Regions from separate parts of the Hordeum vulgare genome. Here regions 1 and 3 are each linked to region 2. The links are chromatin contacts, called in public Hi-C maps. All regions are on one chromosome and are shown on one strand. The core of a region is the stretch at or near the end of the contact, and the rest is flanking DNA. Distances in the headings are between cores, read along the strand shown. Region 1 holds the start of LOC123402712 (transcription termination factor MTERF4, chloroplastic). Region 2 holds the start of LOC123401440 (26S proteasome regulatory subunit 7A-like). Region 3 holds the start of LOC123401683 (alpha-aminoadipic semialdehyde synthase).

The links. Hi-C and Micro-C count contacts between places; a contact is called where the count stands out from the background.
Region 1: a contact with region 2 is called in a Hi-C map of leaf, with 1.8 times the contacts expected there. The contact joins the promoter of LOC123402712 here to the promoter of LOC123401440 in region 2. A contact is called at or near these places in 2 of 6 Hi-C or Micro-C datasets (leaf and seedling).
Region 3: a contact with region 2 is called in a Hi-C map of leaf, with 2.8 times the contacts expected there. The contact joins the promoter of LOC123401683 here to the promoter of LOC123401440 in region 2. A contact is called at or near these places in 4 of 6 Hi-C or Micro-C datasets (leaf and seedling) and 1 of 1 datasets of contacts at active chromatin or transcription factors (embryo).

The regions. Positions count from the first base shown.
Region 1 is chr6H:531,602,941-531,605,640 of MorexV3_pseudomolecules_assembly, reverse strand. It overlaps LOC123402712 (transcription termination factor MTERF4, chloroplastic), which reads left to right and starts at 1,444. Exons shown (of 3, transcript XM_045096665.1): 1 at 1,444-2,700. The coding sequence starts at 1,498.
Region 2 is chr6H:531,820,418-531,823,117 of MorexV3_pseudomolecules_assembly, reverse strand. It overlaps LOC123401440 (26S proteasome regulatory subunit 7A-like), which reads right to left and starts at 1,306. Exons shown (of 10, transcript XM_045095256.1): 1 at 1,116-1,306; 2 at 505-586; 3 at 1-54. The coding sequence starts at 1,202. It overlaps LOC123401439 (pyrophosphate-energized membrane proton pump 3), which reads right to left. Exons shown (of 15, transcript XM_045095255.1): 14 at 2,582-2,700; 15 at 2,048-2,388. The coding sequence ends at 2,289.
Region 3 is chr6H:531,659,922-531,662,621 of MorexV3_pseudomolecules_assembly, reverse strand. LOC123401683 (alpha-aminoadipic semialdehyde synthase) reads right to left here and starts at 1,418. Exons shown (of 24, transcript XM_045095532.1): 1 at 1,110-1,418; 2 at 924-1,010; 3 at 721-850; 4 at 385-558; 5 at 217-296. The coding sequence starts at 1,403. It overlaps LOC123401685 (a long non-coding RNA gene), which reads left to right. Exons shown (of 3, transcript XR_006611146.1): 2 at 205-253; 3 at 394-483.

The DNA of each region.
Region 1 (2,700 bases), core at 195-2,694, 220 kb after region 2:
TCTCTATTCGATGCTTAAACTTTTATATTTAAACACACATATAGCTCATATTTTATCGTGCATTTAGTTACATCTCCTAAATGCTTCCTTCTCTATTTGGCATCGCGCATTTAACTTCCAACGATATTTTATATCATTGGTGTCATGAAAAAGGTAGAATCCAACGATAAACTAATTTTCTTCCCACGATAAACATATGAGTTATAATTTCCAGCGATATTTTATATCATTTGTGTCATGAAAAAGATAGAATCCAACGATAAACTAATTTTCTTCCCACGATAAACATATGAGTTATAACTTCCAATGATATTTTATATCATTGGTGTCATGAAAACTTTGGCCACAATTATATTTTATATTTTATATCATTGGAAGTCATAACTCACGCGACACCTTTTTTAGTAATTCGGCATCTGTTACATATTGGAGGGCCTAAGGCTAGTTGTAATGGTTAGTATCATAGTACTAGTATCAGGCATATGATACTAGTGCATGATACTACACCCGTAATGCATAGTATCACATGTTAGTATCATAGGATATGTCATTTATTGACATGCATGACACATAGTAGCACAACATTTAATATGATACGGTATCATGATATGATACTCAACCCTCTCTTTCTTCATTTAATTCTATGCCACCTCATTAAAACTGCTTAGTTGTCATGCATGATATTAGCTATGGCACTCCCATTACGATCAACCTAAGGGAAAAAAAACCAATGTGGACACCGTGGCACAGGATCGGCTTCATGACTTGGCAACATGTCTATACCAGTAGTATTCACTAAAAGGATATCATCAAAGTACCGCTGCCTATAAAGGAATTTGACAAGACAGATATTGACAATGGCTTATCTATCGTCGCCGCCCAGGAGGCGTGCATAGGTGCACAAAGGTCAAGAGGAAAGGGACGACTTAGCTTAGTATAGGCTACCTGCTATAGATGCCACACGCAACCGGCCGGATCGATCCGACGAACGAGGCCGTGCGCCGGTTGCCGGCGACTCTCGCTCGCTCTCTCCATCGATGGTAAGTTCACTTCAGATAGTTCAACGTATACGTACCCATCGATCCAGCTCGTAGCAAACGTGCGTACACAAAATGCATGGCACGTCGGCGGCGACGGCGACCTCTCTCGGCCAGAAAGCAGAGGCCAAAATGCAAAAGAGTCGTTCCCTGAAAAGGGTGAGGAATCAAATGTGCCTTGTGATTCTGCATGATCGCGACAGAGAGATAGACTACAGAGACGAACCAACAAACCGATCGATCACACTCACAACCGTACTCATATTCTGTTATCAAAAAAAACAAAAAACACGAGCAGTGTCCAAACGGGAGATGGCCCAAACACATGATGATGCACAAGAAATCATGCATTATAAGTCGAGGCCCATTATAAGAGGCTCTGGAGGAAAAAGAAAGCGCTGCTGCTGCGGCCTGCACCAGCCCAGCGGAATGGAATAACAGCGAGCCCATACGCGGCTGTATGCGGCCCACAACAGAAGAACTATACCCCCATTCCGGCGCGGCCCATGAGAGGAAAGCACCGCAAACCCCACAGCCGCCACTCTCTCCCCGGCGCGCCGCCGCAGCCATGCTCCCGCTCGCCCGCGCGGCCCTCCGCCGCCTCGGCCCCGCGGCCGCGGGGGACGGCTCGCTCCCCGCCCGCCTCCTCCTCCTCGCGCCGCTCGCCTCCAAGCCGTCGTCGTCCACGCCGCCGGAGTACCAGATGCCGTCGGTGACGTGGGGCGTGATCCAGGGCCGCAGGGAGCGGCTCGTGTCCCGCGTGCTCGCCCTCGACTTCCTCCGCTCGGCCGGCGTCACCGACCCCGCGGGCGAGCTCGAGGCCGTCGAGCTCCCCTCCTCCCTCGACGTGCTGCAGGAGCGCCTCGACTTCCTCCTCCGCCTCGGCCTCTCCACCGACGACCTCTCCGCCTACCCGTTCCTCCTCGCCTGCTCCCTCCGCAAGAACGTCATCCCCGTCCTCTCCTACCTCGAGAAGCTCGGGGTCACGCGCGCCCGCCTCGCCGCCTTCGTCCGCGCCTACCCGGCCTGCCTCCACGCCTCCGTCGCCGTCGACCTCGCCCCCATCGTCAAGGCGCTCCGCGGCCTCGACGTCGACCGCCAGGACATCCCCCGCGTCCTCGAGCGCTACCCCGACGTCCTCGGCCTCAAGCCCGACGGCACCATCAGCACCTCCGTCGCCTACCTCGTCGGCATCCTCGGCGTCGCGCCGCGTGACATTGGCCCCATGGTGACGCACTATCCCTTCTTCCTTAGCATGCGTGTTGGCACCACGATCAAGCCCTTCTGCGATTACATCACATCTCTGGGGCTGCCGATGAGGATTCTCGCGAGGATTATTGAGAAGCGGCCATACATTCTTGGATATGATCTTGAGGAGACGGTCAAACCAAATGTCGAGGCATTACTCAGCTTCGGCATTCGGAAGGAGGTGCTGCCACTCATGATTGCGCAGTACCCATCCATCCTTGGGTTGCCTCTGAAGGTGAAGCTAGCGGCACAGCAGTACTTCTTCAACTTGAAGCTCAAAATTGACCCTGATGGGTTCGCTCGCGCTGTTGAGAAGTTGCCACAGCTTGTGAGCTTGCATCAGAATGTGATACTTAAGCCTGTGGAGTTCCTTCGCGGACGGGGAATCACCGATGATGATATTGGGCGCATGTTG
Region 2 (2,700 bases), core at 57-2,556:
ACACTAGATCCCACTGGCTAGGTGGAGCTAGCCCAGTATCAGACTCCTTTATCCCTGAGATTTAATAAGTGCATAATGGGTCAGGCAAGCAAATTAAAAATGTTTACCCTCCAGCTGCACAGTTGTATGGAAGTTCGAAAGTTAATCGTACATTCTGAATGTTCATGAAACCGCTAAAACAAAAATTCTAAAACACGAACCAAACAGGGAGAACATTGCAAGCAAGAGCAGCAGTCAGATGCCCGTATCATCAAACAAATGTTTTACTAGTTGAGTCTGTCAAAGCGATAAGTGCATTCATACACGTTAAATTCTGAACCACTTAACACGCTTACTAACCACAAACACTATCTTCAGTAGGTACATGCCTCGATATTTATCATATGATTGAAGCCTAGTGAAAGTGTGAAACAACAAAACAAAGTGCAGACAACTGGTCTCTATCTAGCCCAGGAACAAATTCTAGAGCCAAACCAACAAAGAGATTACCAGGTCCTTACTCACCACAAAGGTCATTGATCCTCTTGGCCAACTCCTTGATCTCCTTCTCGGCCGTCTTGATGCTCGTGGAGTATGGCCCAAGCCCCTGTCAAGTGTCAACGGCAGCCAGAATCAGCAAACTTGAGCAGAAACCCTAGAAAGAGCACTCCACATCTCGCCTAAGCACCCCGAATTCCGCCGCAGAAAAGAGGCAAGCAGCACAAAATAAACAGCACCCCGTCGCCCGCATCAAAGCCCTAGCAGAATCACCAGCCCTCCCACATAGGACTGCGAAACACCCAGACACAGGCCACGGGGCCTCCCCCGACAAAATCACAGAAGGCGACGACCAGCTTCCCCGGAGGACAGGAACCAAAACCCTAGGCTGTCCGCGAGCGCAGACCCGGCCGCGCCCAGCCCGAGACCAGATCGCAAATTCACAGAACGGGCCCTCCCCCCTACAAATCCACAGAGGGCGACGGCAGTTTGTTTCCCCAAGAGAACCCTAGACTAGGCCGGTAGGTCGCAGGCGCGAACCCGTGCGCCGCGCCCAGAACGGGGGCAGATCGCCGCCAGACGGAAACGCAGATTCGAGGGGGCGTGGGGAGATCCGACGGGGTCGCGGCGGCACTCACGTAGGTCTTGAGGAGCGCGATGTCATCCTCGTCGAGGGGGCGCGGGTTCTTCTCCGCCATGATGTCGTCCTCCGGCTCCGGCGCCATGGCGTCTTCTCGGCGGCGGGCGCTGGCGGTGTCTGGCTCGGCTGCGTGTGCGAGAGGCGAGACTGCGGGCTTGTTGGGTGCGCTGGGCCTGCCCTCTGCTGGCTACTACTAGTAGTAATCAACTTTTGCTCCAAGAAGAAGGCAGGCCGGGTTGGATACGTATATCCAGAACCCGTGTCCCCAGGACGGAAACGGATTCCGACAAAATTTCGTATTTCGACGCAAGTCTGGCAGGCTGCTTTTTTTTTTTCCTTTCTTTCTTTTTGATTTGATGACTGCCAGTGCCAGGTGAGAGGCGTCTGTAGATTCAAATTGATAATTCGAACCGAGAGCACTTGGATATGTTGGTTTGTAAAATTTTATTGCTCAAAGATTTGTGTGGTGACCGTTTTGAAACGCAACGTTATTGGTTTGTGAAACTAACAGATTACAACATCTAGATAGTGTTACGGCATGTATAATGGTTGATAAGATGGTTGTATTTTAAATTTTGCATGTAATTTAAAAACAACAACAAAAAATGTCTTATAATGGGTCATTTCATAGTCTTATATCTTCAATAACTAACTATTCCTAAAAATATGGTGAGACATATTATGCTAAAAGAGGAGATCATCTGTTCTCTCTTAAATTAGAAAAGACAAATATTTTCTTATGAGTTCTCTTTCCTTCACCTCATCATTTATCCTATATAACACATCTAAGATAGCACCATTATACATGCCCTTAGCGCTTCGTTCCATTGCAGCTAGTGCTCTGGTCGCGATATTTTGAAAGGATGTATTTGGAAAGAAAGTAAATCTCAAGGATATAAACAATTAAGAGATCTGTGCATACAAGGCATATGAATTTTCAAGTCCATTCTAATCTCTGTCACAGCATATATATTCTCCAACGTCTGCATCCTTTTGTCCAAATAGCAACGGTAAAATACGGGCACCATCAAAATGGGCAGCACAGAACCTCTCCTTTCAATGTGGCAAAACAATACTAAAAGCGAATCATTACATCCCATTCACGTTAATGCCTCATCTACAATAACCATAGATATTTCTCTGCGGGGTTAACTGCGAGCTCGACCGATGATTACAAAAAGATCGGAGCCATGACCAGTGTGATCGTGGCGAGCATCTTGATGAGAACATGGATCGAAGGCCCCGCCGTGTCTTTGAATGGATCTCCAACCCTGCAGCGTAACATACTCGTAAATGTTACTTCGGATCGCATGATCGTTAAGAATGAACAAAATCAGTGCTAGGTCACATAACATGTATACGAAAAGATCATTGCTATTCAGTTTAGCATGTGTTGATCAATAGTAGAAACTCAGCTCAATAAACCAAAAGCAGCGGCACACAAGTGTGAAACGAGAAACTTACGTATCACCAGTAATTGCAGCCTTGTGAGCCTCACTGCCTTTACCACCAAGTGCACCAGTCTCGATGTACTTCTTAGCATTATCCCAAGCACCACCAGAGGTGTTCAAGAAGAGCGCCAT
Region 3 (2,700 bases), core at 169-2,668, 160 kb after region 2:
ATAGAGCAAACCGAGATATATTAAGAAGCTATAGTTGCAAAAATAACAATCAAATACCCACCCATAACCACTCAGTAACCAAATTTGCTAGCATAGATAACGCATCGGCAGGTGGCAGAGATTTCGTTCATTTCAATGGGGACAAAACAAAACTCACGAAAGTAACCGTTATCTATATACTTAAATGTGAAACTTCTGGTGCAGAAGGAGTAATACCGCAAAGAGCTCGGGAAGTTTCTCCGCGTCAACGAAGGTATGTGGCAATAGCTTGAATATCTCTTGCGCACCCTGCGAAACTGTGACATATGAAGTTATAAATGTGAGTAAGTGTGCTGCAACCAGTAACCTGGATGTGAAGGCAATGAAAGTTAACACTGGAATTACCATTTCCAGATCCGGTGAATGCAAATACAATTGGACAAATTCCAGATGGGAGTCCGTATGTTGCGATCTCTTCACCAATGGCGATGACTGCAGCCTTCGCTGCAGCGAGCGAAGGATACATATGGGATTGCCCCAGAGACAGAAACGGGGTCGAGTATCCAAGGCTCAAATATCCTGAAATTGCAAGTGAAATGCTTTATCAGAATGAATAACTAACAGTTGCTTACGACAGAACAAGTTGCCCTTCATGATAAGACCAGATAGGAAATCGGAGCATCCCAGGCATAATAACATTAAGTCAGAATATGAGCTGAGAAATGACAAAAGTGTTCTTACGCTGTCCAAGGCCATGTAAGAAATCTATCAGCCCAGCTCTACCAGCAAACTTCCCAAATGCCAGCATTCTTTTCCCATCGTCGTCAACAATCAGCTCATAATCAAACAAGGATACCCTTTCTTCCATGATCTGAAAAATATGAACCAGCAGTTTAGCGCACCATTTTGTCCTCAGAAATGTGTACGCGCAATATGGTAACTACCTTATCTAACAGCGGCATATTTTCTTTCTGGGCCTTGTGGGTGTGTGAGAAGAATGCATATGCCCTATCTGGAAGAATCATCTCCAGCTGCACAAGGAAACACCTCTCAAAACGTTTTCACAACTGTGATACAGACTGTAAATCAAAGTCAACTGGAGTATCTAGCCTAATTGGTTGCAATGTTACCTTTGGTTGCTTGATGCCTACAATGAGGCCACACTCGGACAGATCGTCTGAAATCTCGCACCCAGCATCCTCATACTGAGCATCATGGTGTATCCTCTTTGTGCTTGGCTGCACGATGATCCGGTTCACACCGGATTTGCTCCTGCCTCCTCCGAGCACAAGGCGAGCACAATGGGAAGGAGTTAAGGGCGCCCTCCTCTCCCACATATTGACAGTCTCGGCGAGAATGCCGATGACCCCATTGCCCAGCAAGGTGTCGTGTCTCTGCTGAGTGAGAATGAACAAACATGCCATTATTGTCAGAAATTATCACAAAACTGGACATAACAACACCAAAGAGATCGAGCAACGCACTTCAGTGGTCTCGGACCCCATAGAGGATGAGCGCGATTAAGGCGCGACGATCATGAACCTGCCACCGATTGCTCCTGAAAATGAGCAGAGCACCTGACATTCAGGTTACCACAATTCAGAGTGCAGTTAGATTTCCTGTCATAAGGATAGAATTCTCGACAAATACCACATTGCAGATTAGTGGTGGTTAATCGAGAGTATGTGTTACTTTTATGTTGTTCATTTGTCAAACATGTGTAAAAATAGTCATGTTCACATGAATGAAAATAAAATACGTGTGTTTATTTTTCAAGGAAAGGTACGTGCCAGGTAGAGCAATGAGTTACTAGCCACCTGAAAGGTACTTCTTCATTTATAAAAATAAAAATAAGAATCTTGGGCCAACACTCTCTTTTGCTGGCTCGAGGTAGCTGTCAGATGCCACTAGCTAGACAACCAGAGTAGTAAATTTTATAGTACAAAAAATGATTGACCGTGTAGTGAAATTTACAGTTATCCAGCCAGAAGCTACTCCTTGTATCGTATGTAAAGCAGAGCATCATCGCACGGCCGTGTGTAATATTCAGTTGAACAATCGAAGGTCCAAAGCAAAGCAGGATCACAGATTCACAGGTCACAACCCAGAAAAAGTGCCATTGATTTTGGCGACATGATTGAAGTGGTGCTTGGCCAGACGGCAGCATGCCCGTCGTTTTCAAGCGGCCCATCCATCCACCGGCACCGCGGCGACACGCGCGCGGCCAGTGGCAGCCACGCGGCAGGTGAGCTACATCAGCGGCCTCACGCTTGTCCCGGCGTCCGTCCGTCTGCCTTTCTTGCGTGCTCCTCCTAACCGCCGCCTAACCCGGCGTGTGCCTCGTGAGCACGCAGGCTCCGGCCCGGCGGTCCGGCGCCGCGAGCAAATGCGCATCGATGTTCACCGGCCACCGTTGCCTGCCCCGCCTGCCCCCGGTGATGTTCATCGGCACCGCAGCCGGAAACCTCGGCGCCGGTGCCCGTCCCGAACCCACGGAAACTGAAGCCCAAGCCACGATCGGCGGAAAATCTATGGGAAAGAAAGCTTGGCTGGGTTGGCCGCGCGTACCTGGGAATCTCGGATAGCGGCGCGGCGACGGCGCGGAGAGCTTCACACGGCGAGGCGAGGCGAGGAGGACGGGAGGAAACAATCAATGGCGCACGCGCACGTGAAAGTTCCTGGGAATGGGGAGGAGCGGCTGCTGGTGGACGAGGAGGAGTA